Regions from separate parts of the Mus musculus genome. Here region 1 is linked to region 2. Evidence: chromatin contacts called from public Hi-C data. All regions are on one chromosome and are shown on one strand. Each heading gives the region's core, a stretch centred on a gene start, on an enhancer-like site or on the middle of the called end of the contact. The rest is flanking DNA. Distances are from core to core; before and after follow the strand shown.

Region 1 (4,383 bases), core at 563-3,062, 1.2 Mb before region 2:
AAGAATCTGGTCTCTTTCAAGAAAATTCGTAGCCTTCCCCTTTCTCTCTCCCATGTCTCTTGCTTCTCCTAAAAGGATGATCTGATGACAGCAGATGCTCATGGGATGTGGTGGGAGGCGGGAAAATGAGAGTGTAGATCTGAACCATGCATATAGGTCCTCACCAAGCTGTAGACAGCTTCATCTGAGTGTCTGTTTCTAGAGAGTTCCCACCGCTGGGATTCAAGGCTCGAGCCATGAACTTGTGTCGGTAAAATCTTTGGTAACCCACAGCCTCTTAGCTCTGCAGGCTTGCTAGATGCTCATCTTCGTTTTACCAGAGGAGGGGGACTGTTATAGGACCGTGTAGATTCGCCTGCATGTCACATGCTGGTTTCAGGGCTATCTTATGCAAACAGATTAGGCCACTTCTGCCACTGAAGAGATCTCTATTGTGTTAAAGATGGAATAGAGTCAAGTTCCAGGCTTCTCCCCAGAGAAGAGGATTTTCTCTGACACCTTGCCTATTTTGATGCTCCAGTGACTACATCCTTCCCTCTGCCATTTCAAGCTAGAGGAGAAGGCCAGAGTGGGAAAGGAAGGCTCTGCAGGTGCTCCAGCCTTCCTCCCCAGCTTCTACAGATCCACAGCAGAAGGTTTTCCCTTCCTACTGTTCACTTTGTCCCACCTTCCTTAAGGAGTGGTGTACAGGAAATCCATTTACCATTACCAATATCTGGATTTAAAACAAATGCTTATAGAGATTCAAAACTGCATAAGGTGCCTCTCACTGAAAACCTCTGGGTTTAATATGGAGATCCAAAACTCTATTTTTAGAAATCAAAGTTGCTCTTGGCATTTCTCTCTTCTTTCCTCCCTTCCAATTTCTTTCTTATTCTTAAAAACTATATTATTAGTTTGTGTGTATGGGTGTTTTGCCTGCTTGCACCACAAGCCTGCAGTGGCCCTGGAGGCCAGAGAGTGTTTTGGATTTCCTGGGGCTGGAGTTACACTGTCAACTACCATATTGGTGGGTTCTGGAGATCCGGCCAGGGTGGAGAGAACAACCTGTACTCGCAACCCCTGAGCCATCTCTCCAACTCCCATCCTTTCTTATTTTTGAAAGAGAATTCTACTAATCGTTTGAGGATAATAGTTATGGATGACAAAGGAGGAAGTACCAAAAGAGTATACAAATATTAGAATGTTTTAAAAATCTCTTATATTTATTTTTCGTAAAGTTGCCAATCCTTTCATCCACATAGTCTTTTTTGTACCTCATACTGTTTCTTAGAAAGGCAAGTTTATCTCCGTTATGGAATACCAGTAGTAATACATTTAAAAGGTCGTAACTTTTTGAGTGTCACACTTTGAAACAATAAGAGCACCTGGGTTTCAGAGTTCAATTCGCTGTAACTTGAGAGTAAAAGCCAACATGATCAACATTGGTAACCATTTACTGGTGAGTATGAATAGATTTTGGAAAATAAATTTATTCAGTAAGTTCTGGAAAGCAGGCAGGGTCAGGGATGGCGCCCTGGGACAGGTGCAAGGATGAAAGCCGCGTCTACCTTTGAAAAGCATTAAATCTGCAAGTAAACTGTAATCGACACGCACATTTACCACTCAAGTCATTAGCTCAGGTTTGGCACCACGAAATACCTGCCGTTAAGGCTTGTAGAATATTTAAAGACACCAAGAATCTGCGCACCGCTTGGCTGGCTCATTCCTTGGTAACGGCGCAGCATCCTTACTTAACAGGCACCAGAGGCGCCCGCGTCCGCATTTCGCCAAATTTTGGGCCTCGCCTCCCGCCGTCCGCTGTCACGTGCGGGCCACGGCGGCCGCGTCCTTAGGTGGGGGAGGCTGAGCGGTGCGCCAGCCGAAACAGGAAGGGAGTTGGCTGCCGAGCCATTCTTAAAGGGGCCCAAGAGATCGCACGGCAACGGGCCGCTGACGACCGGAAGGAAAATGGTAAGTGGCGGCGAAGGGAGGCACCGCGGGGTTGGACGGACTCGCAGTCCGTTCCCGACTTCCAGCGGCAGCGCGGAAGACCCCCGCGCTGCGGGCGGACGGTTGGAACGTGGCCTCCGCGTGGACCCTTGTGGTCCCCGCGGCGGAAACGGGCTGGGCCTGAGGGCCGGCGTTGTAGGCGAGTGTCAGGGTTCTGGTTGCATTCCGGCTTCGCCCAGGCTTCTTTCTACCTGCACCCCCTTGTTTCTGGCTGAATAGCTCCCGATACCCACATTCTTCCAGTCCAGGCCGTTGGAACCCATGTGACCCAGGGCTCTGATTTTGCCTTTAAGCAACTGTCAGAGGTTTAGTTTTGCTGCGTCTGGGGCAGTGGTTTCTGATCTCCTTGACGATGGACCCCAAGCATAAAGACAAAGTGGAGAATTAAGTCAGGTGCTCTCAAGGACCTTCTGGAGCCTTCCCAAAGTGTTTTTTAAGTACGACCAAGTATCATGGAAACAACAACAGGAAGACACTTATCTATAAATCCTCTCTTGGGGACCACTTCCGTCTAGCAGATCTTACCGCGGTCATTGAACCCAGTGAACTCGTGGCTTTTCATCGTTTTGACCTTTCAGCTACATTCCAGGGTGTTGACACTGGTGTTTGAGGCATCTCTTTAATTTTGCCTACCCCAACCCCCTTGGCTTTTGGGATTCAGAACTGGCTTTCCTCCTATTTCTGCTGATGCATCTGTTCCCCTTGGATTCCTTTCTCCATTCCTTGGACTATGCCCGTGAGTGCCCTAGGCTCCATTCCAAGGCTTCATTTTCTATTGTTTTTCTCTTTGCTGAACTTCTGGCTTCAGTAACCACCTACGTTGAGTTGACCTGTGAGTTCCTATCTCTGACCTTAGCTGAGATCCAACCAGCAGTTACATTCCACTTTTTGGTTAATTTCATCACACAGAAGCCACAGAGGCTCCTCAGTTTGTCCAAAAAGAACTCATAGCTTCCTCCACACATCTGGTCTTCATTCAGCCGGAATTCTGCAACTTGGCTAAAGGTGTGTTTGTGTTCCTTACACAAAGCCAGAAGTCTAGAAGTTATCTTTGTAAGTCTTTATTTCCTTCATATTGAATCTAACCCAGTTCTTATGTAGTGGAGAGAGAGAGAGAGAGAGAGAGAGAGAGAGAGAGAGAGAGAGAGAGAGAGAGAGAGAGAGAGAGAGAGAGAGAGAGAGAGAAAGAGCGAGCGCGCGAGCAAGCGCTGGAGTTCAGCATATCTGGGTTGCTTCCTGGGTCCACTACCTGTATGACTTAAGACTTTGGAGAAGATGCTTCTAGCCTGTCTAAATCTTAAATTTCCTGCCATATGTGGATGGCACTGGTGTGGGTGCGATAGTTTGGAGCATAAAGTGGGAGTCAGCTTTGTGCTGTATACGTGGTAGCTCACTGATGTTATTCACGTCTTTTATGCTGATCTTTAATTCCTCGGCTACTTGTCATCTCTGAAATAGTCTTGCTGGTAACTAGGGCTGTTGTGCTCTTCCTGGCTCTCTGCCTGCTTACTGCATATCACAACAAATATGATCTTATCAAAATTCAAATATGGCCATGTTTGCCTTCCCTACAATACTTAAAGCGTGTTGATAGCTTATATTTGCTCATGGGACAGAAATCTGAGTACCTACAATGCCCTTCCCTACTCTTTTTTTTTTTTTTTTTAAAGATTTATTTATTTATTATATGTAAGTACACTGTAGCTGTCTTCAGACACTCCAGAAGAGGGAGTCAGATCTTGTTACGGATGGTTGTGAGCCACCATGTGGTTGCTGGGATTTGAACTCTGGACCTTCGGAAGAGCAGTCGGGTGCTCTAACCCACTGAGCCATCTCACCAGCCCCCTTCCCTACTCTTGGTCCTTGCTCCTGTTGTGGGCATCTGAGTCGCACCGTGGTTTCATGACTTTGACTGCCTTGTTCACTCTAATCACTTTAGATAGCTTTTGCTGTCACCGTGTTTTTCACTTTTAAGTCTTCAAAGCATCTTGGCTCTCCTGTTTAGCCTTTTTCACAGGTATCAACTAAGAGGTTTTTTTGGTCTGGTCTTTTATGTAGGTCCCTTCTGTATTAGATTATAGTGTAAGCTAGCACTTAGCATAGTGGTGGTGCTCATAAACTGTTCATCTATTGACTACACCAATAAATGAAGGTTTAAACTCAACTATCTTTAACATTTGCCACCTAGAATTGTTTTTATAGCTTTGTACTCATTCCTATATGCTTTCAAATGTAAATGAATGTGAATTGTCCAAGCCTGAGTCCATTTCCTTCTCCCCCCACCCTCTGGTCCTGCATTTTTAGAAGAGACAATTGATCCTTCTGCCTCAGCGTCTAAATGCTGGAATTACAGACGTGCCACCACTCCTGGTTTCTGAGTCCTTGTAGGAA
Region 2 (4,432 bases), core at 197-2,696:
TCTGTTCTTGAAGTAAGAGCAAGATTGGAGATTGTTTTCTCAAGATAGGATGGGTTTATAAAATGAATTTTTTTTTCAATTTAAGAGAATGGTCTGAGGTGACAGAGTGCCTCAGCTATAAAACAGGATTTCTATGAAGTTACAGCTGACCTTGACCAAACTCATCAGTCAGCCACAGTCCAAATAATCTCTGCTGGGGCAGCCTGTTCCCCAAAATGAACTGCCTTTTAATAAAACAGATAATTCCAGGAAAGGTACATCATAGACCGACACATAGCTCTATGGCTGCAAGAATTTCATTTCCAAGCCACCCACTTGCCTCTATAAAGGGCCCCAGCTAGTTTACTCCCTTCTAAGACACCCATTTCCCTCCGGAGAGTGTCTTTCCTTCTTTGTTTGAAATAAACTGTCCATCTGTTGAGGTCAGACTCTGGTCTCTGTCTTCTCTTTACTCTGTCTTGGAAGTCTAACATAACAGAGCCTCCGTGTCTCCCTGAAACCAGGAAGTGAGTTACAGAATCAGAGTTATACTAAAAACAAAAACCAAACCAAACTTGGGAAGGCTTAAAAGCCATAGAATTACTAGAGACCGTCCGGTGCAACGATCTCCTACTTATAGCAAGGAATAAGACAAATAGATAAAGGAGATTAAGTGACTTGCCTGGAGGTGGCAAAGCTGAGTTTAGAACCTAGGTTTTTGTTTTTTTTTTTTTCCTCTTTCAGTCTAATAATCTACCACACAAGGCTGGCAAGACCAGTTAGTTATAACCAAGGTACATCGAATGCGCACAGACTGTGGGAAAAGACTAAGACATAGGGACTTGGTTTCCATCCAAGGCCTTACTGCACTACAGAAAGAACAGGAAGCATAAGGACAAGAGGGCAAGCAATCTAAAGAACTGGCACAGTGACTCTAGGACGCCAGTTTTGTAAGTGGGAGTGGTCGTGCCCAGGTGAGCAGCAGGCGTAGAGGTGGGGTGCCTTCTGTATGAATGGGCTGAAGGTTGGGAAAGGGCCAAACCAGGTGACCGAGCAGGTCTTTCGGATGCTGAAAGCAGGCCTAAAGCCAGGAACGTGAGCTAGCAACTTCCAGGGCCCCTCTGGGCATACAGCTGAATCACCCACGGGGCTCATGACCCGAAAGTGTAAAGATGAGTGGGCGAGAGCCTCACTGCGGCTGGCATCCAGGGGCGTGGAAGCGAGGGGGCGGAGCCACTGCGTCGAAAGTCGTGAGGCAGGGGCTCCACGGATGCCGAGACCGCCGCGACCCCGTCTGACCCCCGCTTCCAGGCGCGGAAGACTACGTACAGCCTAGCGCCAAACGGGAGCTCCAGCAGAGTCCTCGGGCCTTCCGGGGAGGCGCGCGCGGCTGGGGGCGGGGCCCCTGTGGCCCCGCCCACGCAGGGCTGCGTAACAATGGGGCGGGCCCCGGAACGGCGCTGCGGCGGCCGGGGGCCGGCGGGGAGGCGGAGTCGCCTCGGCCGCAGCTGCTGCCCTGCTCGGGATTTGAAAGATTATAAAGTCCGGGCCGAGAGGGCGGCGGCGTCGGATGCGCGTGTGGCGGAAGCGCCGGCGGCATGAACTACCCGGGCCGCGGCGCCCCACGGAGCCCCGAGCGTAACGGCCGCGGCGGCGGTGCCTGGGAGCTGGGCTCGGACGCGGCGGGCGTGTTCGGCGGCGGCGGCTGCTGCTTCGAGCACCAGCCGGGCGACAGCGTGCCGCTGTCGCTGCTGCGCGCCGAGCCGCTGCACCTGGCACCGGGCGCCGACGACCTGAGCCACCTGGCTCTGGACCCGTGCCTCAGCGACGAGACCTACGACTTCAGCTCGGCCGAGTCCGGCTCGTCGTTGCGCTACTACAGCGAGGGCGAGAGCGCGGGCGGCGGCAGCTCTTCTTCGCCTCCGCCGCCGCTCGTCGCCCAGAACTCGGGGGGCGGCGGGGCGGCGGGAGGGGGCCCCGGGGACAGGAAGCGCGCCCGGCCCGGCGGCGCAGCCGCCCGGCACCGCTACGAGGTGGTGACGGAGCTGGGCCCCGAGGAGGTGCGCTGGTTCTACAAGGAAGACAAGAAGACCTGGAAGCCCTTCATCGGCTACGACTCTCTGCGCATCGAGCTCGCCTTCCGGACCCTGCTGCAGACCACGGGCGCCCAGGCCCGGGCGGCGGGCCGCGATGGAGACCGGGTGTGTGGCCCAAGCTCCAGCTTCGGGGAGGAAGACGAGGAGGACAGCGCCTGCGGCTTCTGCCCGCGCGCGGCGGGGCCTGAGCCGGAGATGGAGGAGCTGGTGACCATCGAGCCGGTGTGCGTGCGCGGCGGCCTCTACGAGGTGGATGTCACTCAAGGAGAGTGCTACCCGGTGTACTGGAACCGTAAGTGGCTGGCCAGGGGCGGGCCAGGCTCGGCGCGCGCTGGACGGCGTTTGGGGGTTCGGTTGCCCCCGCGATGCCTGCCTCGGGTTAGGATGCAGGTTGCGCGGGGTGCCTCGGCAGGTGAAGGGTAAAAGAGCAGATGGCAGCGCCCAAGCTGCTAGCGGGGTCAGGAGGGGAGGATTCCGCCGGGGATTGTGCCTCCTGGGTGAGTAGAGTGCTGCTGCCATCCCCTGGAGGGTATCCAGGAACGGATCCCCAAGCCAGTAGCTTTAGTTTCTTGACCGTACCAGGGGCTTTGTCCACCTGGATATCTGATTCGGTCTCGTGTCTCCTGAAGCTCCTGTGATTTAAATAACATGTCCTGGAGTGAGTGGAAATGCTTGAGTGTTTTTATGAGAATCAACAGTTCAGCTTAAAACCTGAGAAGAGAAAAGCCCTGACGGGAAAGGAGAGTTACAATGTGTTATTCACAGTGGATGTGTTGGGCACAAGAGGAAAGAACTGCAGGAAGTGGCAGTGCGAAGTGGGTCCGTACCCTCTGTATAGAATGTTTTCATATCTCTTGGGTCCTTTTTACATATTTTTACTTTTGCTTCTTAACCTAGAAAAATTGCACGACCTCGGTTTTCACATCTGTTAAATGGGACTGTCATAAAGGTCTGAACGATGCTTTAGGCAACACGGGTAGGTTTAAAATCAGAATGAGGAAGGGTAATCCATAATCTGACGTGGCATGCAGCAGTTATTAATATATATGATATGTAGTAGTAACAAGTTATTGGCCATCAATAATTTGTACCATACAGTATTAACTTTATGGGCTTCAGTGCCCTTACTCAAATGTCTTTTCCTGATCTTTTGGCCCTCTATACATCTTATATTATTTATTCTGATCTATATTAATTATGTGTATTGATGGCTTAGCTTCCTTTCGGTTTATTTAGTAGCTTCTGGTCAGAGTCCACCACCTTTATCTTTGTACTCATAAAGCAGGTATTCGATGACTTGGTACCGAATTGCATCAGTGATTCTGATAATGCTAAAGCATGCATGCATTAGGTGCAAGTAACTATGATGGCAGATTCAGCACATTCCAAGTCAGGTATAGGTAGCATAGCAGGAAATTTCTTGCTACTCTTCAGGACAATAAAGGCAATAAAGGTTGTTAGTTTTTTAAAGATGAGACTCATATGGACTCTGTTAGGTCACCTCTTGATTATAAACTCACTGAGGACGGACTTAGTAGTTGTATGTGCTAGCACAGTACCTCTGTGCACATTGTTTGGAAACCCATGTCTTTCAGAGGCTTCCCATCCCATTTCTTTTTAAATGATCCACACATCACCATGGGTCTTTCCTGCAGATAAAAACACAGAACTTAGTGGACCCAGAAAGCAAGGTCAGAGGGGCTGGAGAGATGGGTCAGCAGGTAAGAACACCGAGGGCTCTTCCAGAAGACCCTGGTTCAAATCCCAGCCCCCATACTCCCCATGGCAGCTCACATCTGTCTGTAACACCATGATCTGACACCCTCACACGGACATACATGCAGGCCAAACACCAGTGCACATAAAGTAAAAACAATAAATATCAAAGGGAGCAGGGGAGTGAGAGCATAGAGCATCCTGGAAAGGGGGGCTGGAGAGTAAAGCTGTCTCTCCCTTAGCTTAGCCTTAGAGTGCTTGCACTAGACTGACAAGTTTAACACCTTACTCTGCTCACAAAGTAATTTTCACTGTGGAGCAAATTGATGTTGACTTTCATCCTACAAGGATGTAGCCTCAGTGTTATTAATGAACTTGACCAAGGTCACGCAGCTAGAAAGTGATGCAGTAAGCAGTAGTGAGGGAACACAGTGCCGTATGTATTTCACCCATCCAAAGGGACGCACAGGCCACCGTGGATGTAAGACTGAGTCTGCAGGAGTCAGAGGAAGCACGGGGATTAGAGAAAGGGGTTCCTCTCAGTTGGGGCCAGCATATCCAAGGATACAGAGGCGTGAAACTGCAGAGCAGTTGAAGGAATGAAGGCTGCACCTCTGAGGCTCAGGCATCCAATGTGGGTT

The links. A called contact is a pair of places that touch in the nucleus more often than the background predicts.
Region 1: a contact with region 2 is called in a Hi-C map of B cells, with 10 read pairs. The contact joins the promoter of Gmfb here to the promoter of Ddhd1 in region 2. A contact is called at or near these places in 5 of 39 promoter capture datasets (embryonic stem cells, hippocampal neurons, liver and 1 more), 3 of 484 Hi-C or Micro-C datasets (B cells, CD4 T cells and the G1E-ER4 cell line), 4 of 115 datasets of contacts at active chromatin or transcription factors (the 230-238 cell line, astrocytes, differentiating embryonic stem cells and 1 more) and 3 of 9 other capture datasets (adipose tissue, liver and pancreatic islet).

Annotation. Positions count from the first base shown.
Region 1 is chr14:46,819,671-46,824,053 of GRCm38.p6, reverse strand. Gmfb (glia maturation factor, beta) reads left to right here and starts at 1,812. Exons shown (of 7, transcript NM_022023.2): 1 at 1,812-1,953. The coding sequence starts at 1,951.
Region 2 is chr14:45,655,157-45,659,588 of GRCm38.p6, reverse strand. Ddhd1 (DDHD domain containing 1) reads left to right here and starts at 1,446. Exons shown (of 14, transcript NM_001042719.2): 1 at 1,446-2,367. The coding sequence starts at 1,578. Mir5131 (microRNA 5131) reads left to right here and starts at 1,536; the gene lies at 1,536-1,628.